2 separate regions of the Canis lupus genome follow, and region 2 is linked to region 1. The links are chromatin contacts, called in public Hi-C maps. All regions are on one chromosome and are shown on one strand. The core of a region is the stretch at or near the end of the contact, and the rest is flanking DNA. Distances in the headings are between cores, read along the strand shown. Region 1 overlaps DOP1B (protein dopey-2). Region 2 holds the start of MORC3 (MORC family CW-type zinc finger protein 3).

The links. Hi-C and Micro-C count contacts between places; a contact is called where the count stands out from the background.
Region 2: a contact with region 1 is called in a Hi-C map of blood, with 5 times the contacts expected there. The contact joins the promoter of MORC3 here to the enhancer-like site in region 1. A contact is called at or near these places in 4 of 9 Hi-C or Micro-C datasets (amygdala, blood and liver).

The regions. Positions count from the first base shown.
Region 1 is chr31:31,184,004-31,187,408 of UU_Cfam_GSD_1.0, reverse strand. DOP1B (protein dopey-2) reads right to left here. Exons shown (of 37, transcript XM_038581446.1): 24 at 1,746-1,801; 25 at 207-311; 26 at 44-110. Among named protein-coding and RNA genes, the nearest start is that of MORC3, 35 kb to the left of the region's middle. Within about 2 kb of position 1,813, at least 8 of the 20 cell types and tissues checked have an H3K27ac peak or open chromatin away from gene starts, as enhancers often do. A contact at or near this core is called in blood and liver, where this site is marked.
Region 2 is chr31:31,219,613-31,223,017 of UU_Cfam_GSD_1.0, reverse strand. MORC3 (MORC family CW-type zinc finger protein 3) reads right to left here and starts at 1,907. Exons shown (of 17, transcript XM_038581448.1): 1 at 1,757-1,907. The coding sequence starts at 1,795.

The sequences.
Region 1 (3,405 bases), core at 564-3,063:
CTATTCCTGGAACAGTTGCATCTGCTAGACTCTGTACACAGACCTGCAGGTCTTTTTGGTCCTTCTTGCTTTCCACGTTGGGAGTTCTCGTCACGAAGTCATTGAGCATGCTGTTGGGAGACAATCAGCGTCAGACTAGGAGCGCTGCAGAAACAAGGTACCTTGGGGCAGAATAACACGGTGACCGGACTGGTGGGCCACAATACCTGAGAAGTAGAAAGTATCCGGGGGGAGCGAGATTCAACTGTACAGATTCCTTTAACACGCCCAACAATGAAGGAAAGTTCTCCTGCAAGGCTGTCACTGGGAGCCTATTTAAAAAAAAAAAAAAAGGAAAAAGGAAAAAAAAAAAAAAAAAAACCCACCCAACTGTGAACATGTGAACAAGTTAAAACACGTTATCATGAGCACATTTCAGATCCAGGCAGTTGGAAAGCAGAGGGAAGATGGCATATCTGACTAACTTGTTTGTTCTTTTCTAAGTTAAAATAATGCACAAGCTAAATTTTTGTATTCTGGCAAGAACTTGGGAGCCTGGAGACTAGAAAGCCTGCTGCTGACAAGTCAGATGCTCCTGGTTTCCGGTCTATCAGAGAAAGGCCTCAAACCAGAGGGCTTCTGATCCCTTGGATCTGTCTGGCTTGCATATCTGGCCTCCCCAGTGTTGTTGGTACCGGAGTCAGTCCTTGGGTCACATCACAAGGTCCCCCACCAGGAAGCTGATCCTGGGCAGCTTTCCAGACGAGGCCCGCATAGTACAATATGCTGCGGCTTAGCCACAGCCCGAGGGCCCCGGGTTCAAGTCCTGGTGCTTGATGTACTGCCTCCTGAGTGACACTGGCAGTGCCTCCTCTGCAAGAGGAGGAGGGTAAAAACCTAACGTGCAGCTGTTCCGAGAGCTCCCGTGTCACTCAGACCGCTGCAACAGACGCTTGCTAGCATCACGATGCATGGCAGCTCTCACCAGGAGAGATGTGTGATCAGCTCTTTAACTCCTGGAAAAAGAACTGGGGCGATGCTTGTGGGTGAAGCATCAACAGCTGGTCCAAACTAGAGCCCAGAGCCAGGGACTGCAGGGATTATGACTCTCTCTACCTACCCTCCTGCAACCTCAGGGCATGGGGAGTTGGAAGAAGCATGAAATGGGAACTGGGCTAACCAAGGAGCTTGTCCCTGGTTGTCAGATTGCCTGATTGTGTAACTCCACACCCGTGAGGATTTGGAGACTTCCCTGAGAAGGGGCTTCTGCCCCCCACCTGCCCCTAGTTACTGCAACAGAGACGGCCCTGGATGGTGGAGGCCTGCGAGCTGCACCTGGATGTGCCCGTGTCAGACCCAAGAGCCCAGGAAGGCTTCCTCTCTACTGTGGAGAACCACATGGGGGCTCTGCCTCACTGCCTCCTGCAGCAGAGGCTCCAGAAAAGTGCCAGTAAGCTCAGGACACCCCAGCAGAAGCCACGGGAAGGTGCTGGGGACAGCACCCAAAAGAATCATTTTTCCTTTTTCTAAAAGAAGTCTTCAACACGTTCAACACTGAACATAAAACATTCAACGTACAGCACTGGGACAAAGTGAGATCAGATCTCTGCAAAAGAAGTAAGAGCATCAGGGCATTCTCTCTCCTCAGGAGGAAAGTAAGACACCGTCACGGTATTTTCTCCAGGGGTCAAGTACAACCAGGGTTCTGCTTGGAATCCCTGCAAGAGCATCTCTAATTGAGAAGCCTTTGGGAAGGGCTGCATTACCTCTGGATGAAAGCGTAGCAAAACTGCAACACAGGGATATCCACAAGGGGCGCTTTCTGAAAACAAAAGTGAAACCAGTTACTCCAGGTTGGTAGGAAATGAAGTTAGAAGAAGAATCACAAGAGAAAATGAAACTGTCTCATAAAGCAAAGGGTTTTAGCCTGAGCTTTTCAAATACAGTAACACCCATGACCCCATCCCCACCCCCCCCAGCATAACAAAACAAACGTATGCTATGAGGTCCCCAAACATGACTGTCCCTCTTAGCAGACTTCCCCGGGAGAGTCCACACCAGGCTTTTAATAAATATTCAGGGAAAATGTGGCATCGTAGCTGAACTTCCCTAAACAAGGTGGTGGCCTGTTGACCCTCATGAGGGTGTGCAATTGGCTACAGACAACAGATGATAAAAACTTTTAATTCTTAGCTCAAGGAATTCCCTTAAACTCAGACCAGACAACTTCCCTGAATCCCAAGTGGCTGCAACTACTTAGAAACTGGCTTTGAAAATTTTCCCCCTTCCTTGCTTATAAAAAGCTGTTTGTAGAAATTATACAAGTTGAGCTAATTAAACGAGTTGTGAAACACAATTCTGTTACTCAAACAGCCAAAAACCAGCCAGCCAGATGAGATCTAGTGTGTGTGTGTTTGTTTTTTCAGCCCAGGAGTGGCAGATATTTGTAGAAATTCAAGTGATGTGAAGGAACAAAACTAGAACTGTCTGCTGTGCATAGAAAACCTGTCGCAGAGGCTCCTCCTGGCGGACAGCTCACTCCGGCTCTGCTCATAGGAAGTGACCACCAGTGTGCAGGGTCACTTTCCTGACACTTGAGACTTGTTCAGGGTTATAAAATGTGAAGTCACCAAGAATCTGATGGCTCTTTCACCCCTGCTCCTCTCTTCGGGGTTGACTACTTTAATTTTTATGTGCAAGAGTGAAGGCAGCAAGACTATACCCGGCATTCGCGGGAGGCCCGACAAATGCCATGGATGTCACCCCTGTGCATTTTACATCCGATTCCTTGTGCTTCAGCAGTTCCATAATCTGGCCTCATGGTGTTAATTTTTAGGCTGGCTTATCTTCTTTTCCCCATTAGAAGAGAGCTGACTGAGGGCAGTAGGAGTTTCACTATTTAGGACCCCTTACCACTGAAGCACGTAGCTGATTTTCATTTCTGGAATGATAAAGGACCAGGGCCCTGAACACACTGGCTGGGGAGGAGCCCTAATAGGCCTTCTTAGCACAGACGTGTCTGTAGAGGCTCCCCTGTGCCATGTACCAGCTATAAAAATGGCTAAAGAAATTCTTGGCCAGTTTTCCCACTTATAGGGTAAGACATAGCTGAAAACACTGATTCCAAGGTTCAGCTTTTGTTTGCCGTCCCCAGTGCGATGACCTTAATACCCGAAGCTATATGCCTTTTATTTGTTATAAGACTTTTTATTATGGTAAAATATACTTAAGGGGCGCCTGGGTGGCTCAGTTGGTTAAGTGACCGACTCTTGGTATCAGCTCAGGTCATGATTTTAGGGTCGTGGGATTGAGCCCTACATTGGGCTGTGCACTCAGCAGGGAGTCTCCTCTCCTTATGTTCCCTACCCAGCTCATGCCCTCTCTAAAATAAATACATCTTTAAAATATACCTAAAATTTGCCATTT
Region 2 (3,405 bases), core at 658-3,157, 36 kb before region 1:
TCTTTTGATTTTTTTTTTCCCCCAACCTTTTAAAAATCATTCTTAAGTTTATGGGCCATACAAAAACAGGTGGCAGGCTAGATTTGGCCCACGAGCTGTGGTTTGCCAAGTCCTGTCTTAAAGCAAAGGGATGGGTGGGAGATACAGTACAGAAGCTGCAGATGGGAGATTTCCATCAATGAGGTTCCAACAGCCCATGTTACCCAGGAAAGAAATATTTAGCACATAGACAGCTGCTTCACCCAGACAGCAAGCTAACAACAATGCCCATCTTTTAACACAGCTCGGACCCTTATCTTTGCTCCCTTTATCACCTATATCTTGAAGAACCCGACAGCAGCATTGGAGGGGCCAGGTGAAGGAGCAGAGAATCCAAGTGCAGAAACAGGACCAAACCAGTTTGTTCACTCCTTTTCCCTACTCCAGGACTCTGGTGTCCAGAGTGTGGCCCAATCGGACGGGGGGGGGGGGGGGGGGGGGGCGCCTGGGCATTAAACCGAATAAAAGAGATTTTTGCCTTAGATGAGGTCAGACTTTACAATACCTGAGGCTACCTGGAAAGCATTACATCGGCCCAGACTCCCCCAAGCGTGGAAGAGAACCATCAGTATTTAAAGCCAACGGTTAAGAAAAGAATAAAGTTGTCCTCTATATTCAAACTACTAAATACTCAATAAGCCAGTTATGTAACAAAGGACCTTTATTCAGTACAGCTTAGAGAAGGTTTATCGGTCAATAAAGATCTAAGAGAAAATAGAAAAAAGTGGGCAAAGGACACGAATAGATTAAAAAAAAAAAAAAAAAAGAGTTAAATGTGAATAACTTCCAAGGAAATGCAAAAAATACGCCCTGACACATTTCACATTCATCCTACAGGAAAACGGCTAAAAGTGCAACAACACTACCAGGTGTGGAAGAAGTCACAGGGCAATGCACCATTTTTTAAAGCGACGGTATCCCCACCGGATGGTTCCATTTTTAACGATTCTCCGGCGGGGGCTCCGGGGTTAACCCCGAACCCCCGGAGGAAGACGAGGTCAGCACTTCTGCATGAACCGCCAGCAACTTGCTTAAAGGATAATCAGGTGCGAAGGCCACGCCCACGTTTTCCGAGGTGGGGTTGTAACTCCTCGAAGTGCGACGTTAAGACTCGTGCACACTAGGAAGGCGGGCGGGGGACGGGGGGGCCTCCAAGGGCGCCCCGGGGCAGACCCGACGGGGGAGCCCGGGCCTCGCCGGAGGGCAGCGCGCGGCGCTGGGGACGCGCGGGGAAGAGCCGCCGCAACGCGCCGCGCCGCCCGGAGGTCAAGGCCGCCCGGCGCCTCCGGCCGCGCCCCGCCGCTCGCGCTCCCCGCTCCGGGCAGCCCCGCGGGCCCGCAGGCCGGGTGGGTCGGGGCCCCCGCGGGCCGGGCGGCGGGCGGCGGGCGGCGCGGCCGCCGAGGCCTCGCCCTCGCCCTCCCACGACAGCTGCGCGGCAGCCAGGAAGGAGCCGGGAGGAGGGGCCGCGGCCCCGGCCCGCCCCGAAGCCGCGGGGGCAAAACAGAAACCGAGCGCGGAGGGCGCGGGGCGCAGCCCGGCCCTGCCCGCCGCCGAGCCGCTCCGCCGACGGCAGCGCGATGGCCGCCCCTTCCCCCGGCCCCGCCGCGGCCCCAGCCGCCGCGCCGACGAGCCGCCGCCGCCCACTCGGCCCCCCCTCGCTTGCCCGCCTGCCCGCCCTCCTGGGACACGGCCCGCTCCACCCCTCGCGGCTGCTCACCGCGCTGAGGCGGATCCCGCTGGGTGGCTGCGCCGCCATCTTGAGCGAGCTACAAAGCCAGGACCGGCCTCGGCCGCAACCCGACTGGGAGGCGGCCGGGACGACTGTGGGGCCCGCTGGGCCCGCCCACTTCCGGGGCGGGGCGCGCGGCGGCCCCGCCCCCCCCACTTCCGCCTCAGGCACAGTTGTATTAGCAGGGCGGCGGCGGCGGCGGCGGCGGCGGTGCAGGGGGGCGGGGGGGAGCGGGGAGCGAGCGGCGCGGCTGCGGGAGGAACTGGGGAGCAGCGTTGGGCCCTGCGGGGCAAGGGCGCATGCGTGAGGCCGGCGGGCGCGAGGGGGTCACGGCGTGACCTGGACTTGACACCTGGAGGGTCCGGAGTTCCGAGCCCCGAAAGGTGTCCTCAGTGGGGGAGGGGGGGGGAGCCATCCCTTGCCCACCTGTGTCAATGTGATTTGAAACCTTGTTAACCAAGAAATTTTTAAAAAATAATAGCACTGGGGGTTATTCTGTATGTTAGTAAATTGAACACCAATAAAAAATAAATTAAAAAATAATAATAATAATAAACTTAAAAAAAAAAAGAAGAAGAAGAAACCCTGTTAACGAAAAGTGTAGATTTTGTGCATTTTGGGTTCGCGCTGGAAGTCCCCATCCTCGGTCCTGGGGAAGAGGCCTTCCGCTCATGCACACTTAGGGTCGACGTGCAGCCGGGTATTGGGCTAAGCGAGTAGGATGCAGAACCCAGTCTAGGGCTGTTTCCCACTGCAGGGAAGACAGGATGATGGAAAGGCTTTTTGTTTGTTTTTTTTAAATGCCCATTTTGGGCTTTTTGCTTTTTGTTTTTTCCTTTTATCTCTTTATTTGTCCTGATTTTTTGGGGGGAAGTTTAAGCACATGTTAGGCCTCCAACACTGGTTTTTGTTTCATTTATTTATTTATTTATTTATTTATTTATTTATTACTAAAAAAGCCAAACCACTTAACAGATTTCTCCCACCCACTCTCCACCTATTGCATTTTTTACTGTGATAAAACTTTTTTGATGACTTTATTTATTTATTTGACTGAGAGACTGAAAGAGCACAAGCACTGGGAGTGGGAGAGGGAGAGGAAGAAATAGGCTCCCCGCTGAGCAGGGAGCCTTAGGTGGGACTGGATCCCAGGGCCCTGGGATCATGACCTGAGCCAGCCAGCGGTAAGAATTCAAATAATATGGAAATATAAAACATGAAATTTACCCCCAATCTCTTCACGAGAACATATAAACAATTTGTTATACATTAATCTAGCCTATATGCTAAATTATTATTTCCAATTCAGATGGTCTCCCCACTTGCCATAATTCTGCTTAGGATTTGTCATTTTTACCATGGTGTAGAAATGATATGCATTCTGTAGAAAATGTACTTGGGGGGTGCTTGGGTGGCTCACTTGGTTAAGGGCCTGCTTTTGGCTCAGGTCATGATCTTTGAGTCCTGGGATTGATCTGAGTCCTGGGATTGAGCCCTGCATTCTGCTCCCTGCTCAGCATGGAGTCTGTTTCTTCCTCTCCCTCTGCCCCTCCCCCTGCTTGTGTGTTTTTTCTCTCTCTCTGTACTCTCTCTCAAATAAATAAATGCAATATTAAAAAGAAAAGAAAAGGAAAGAA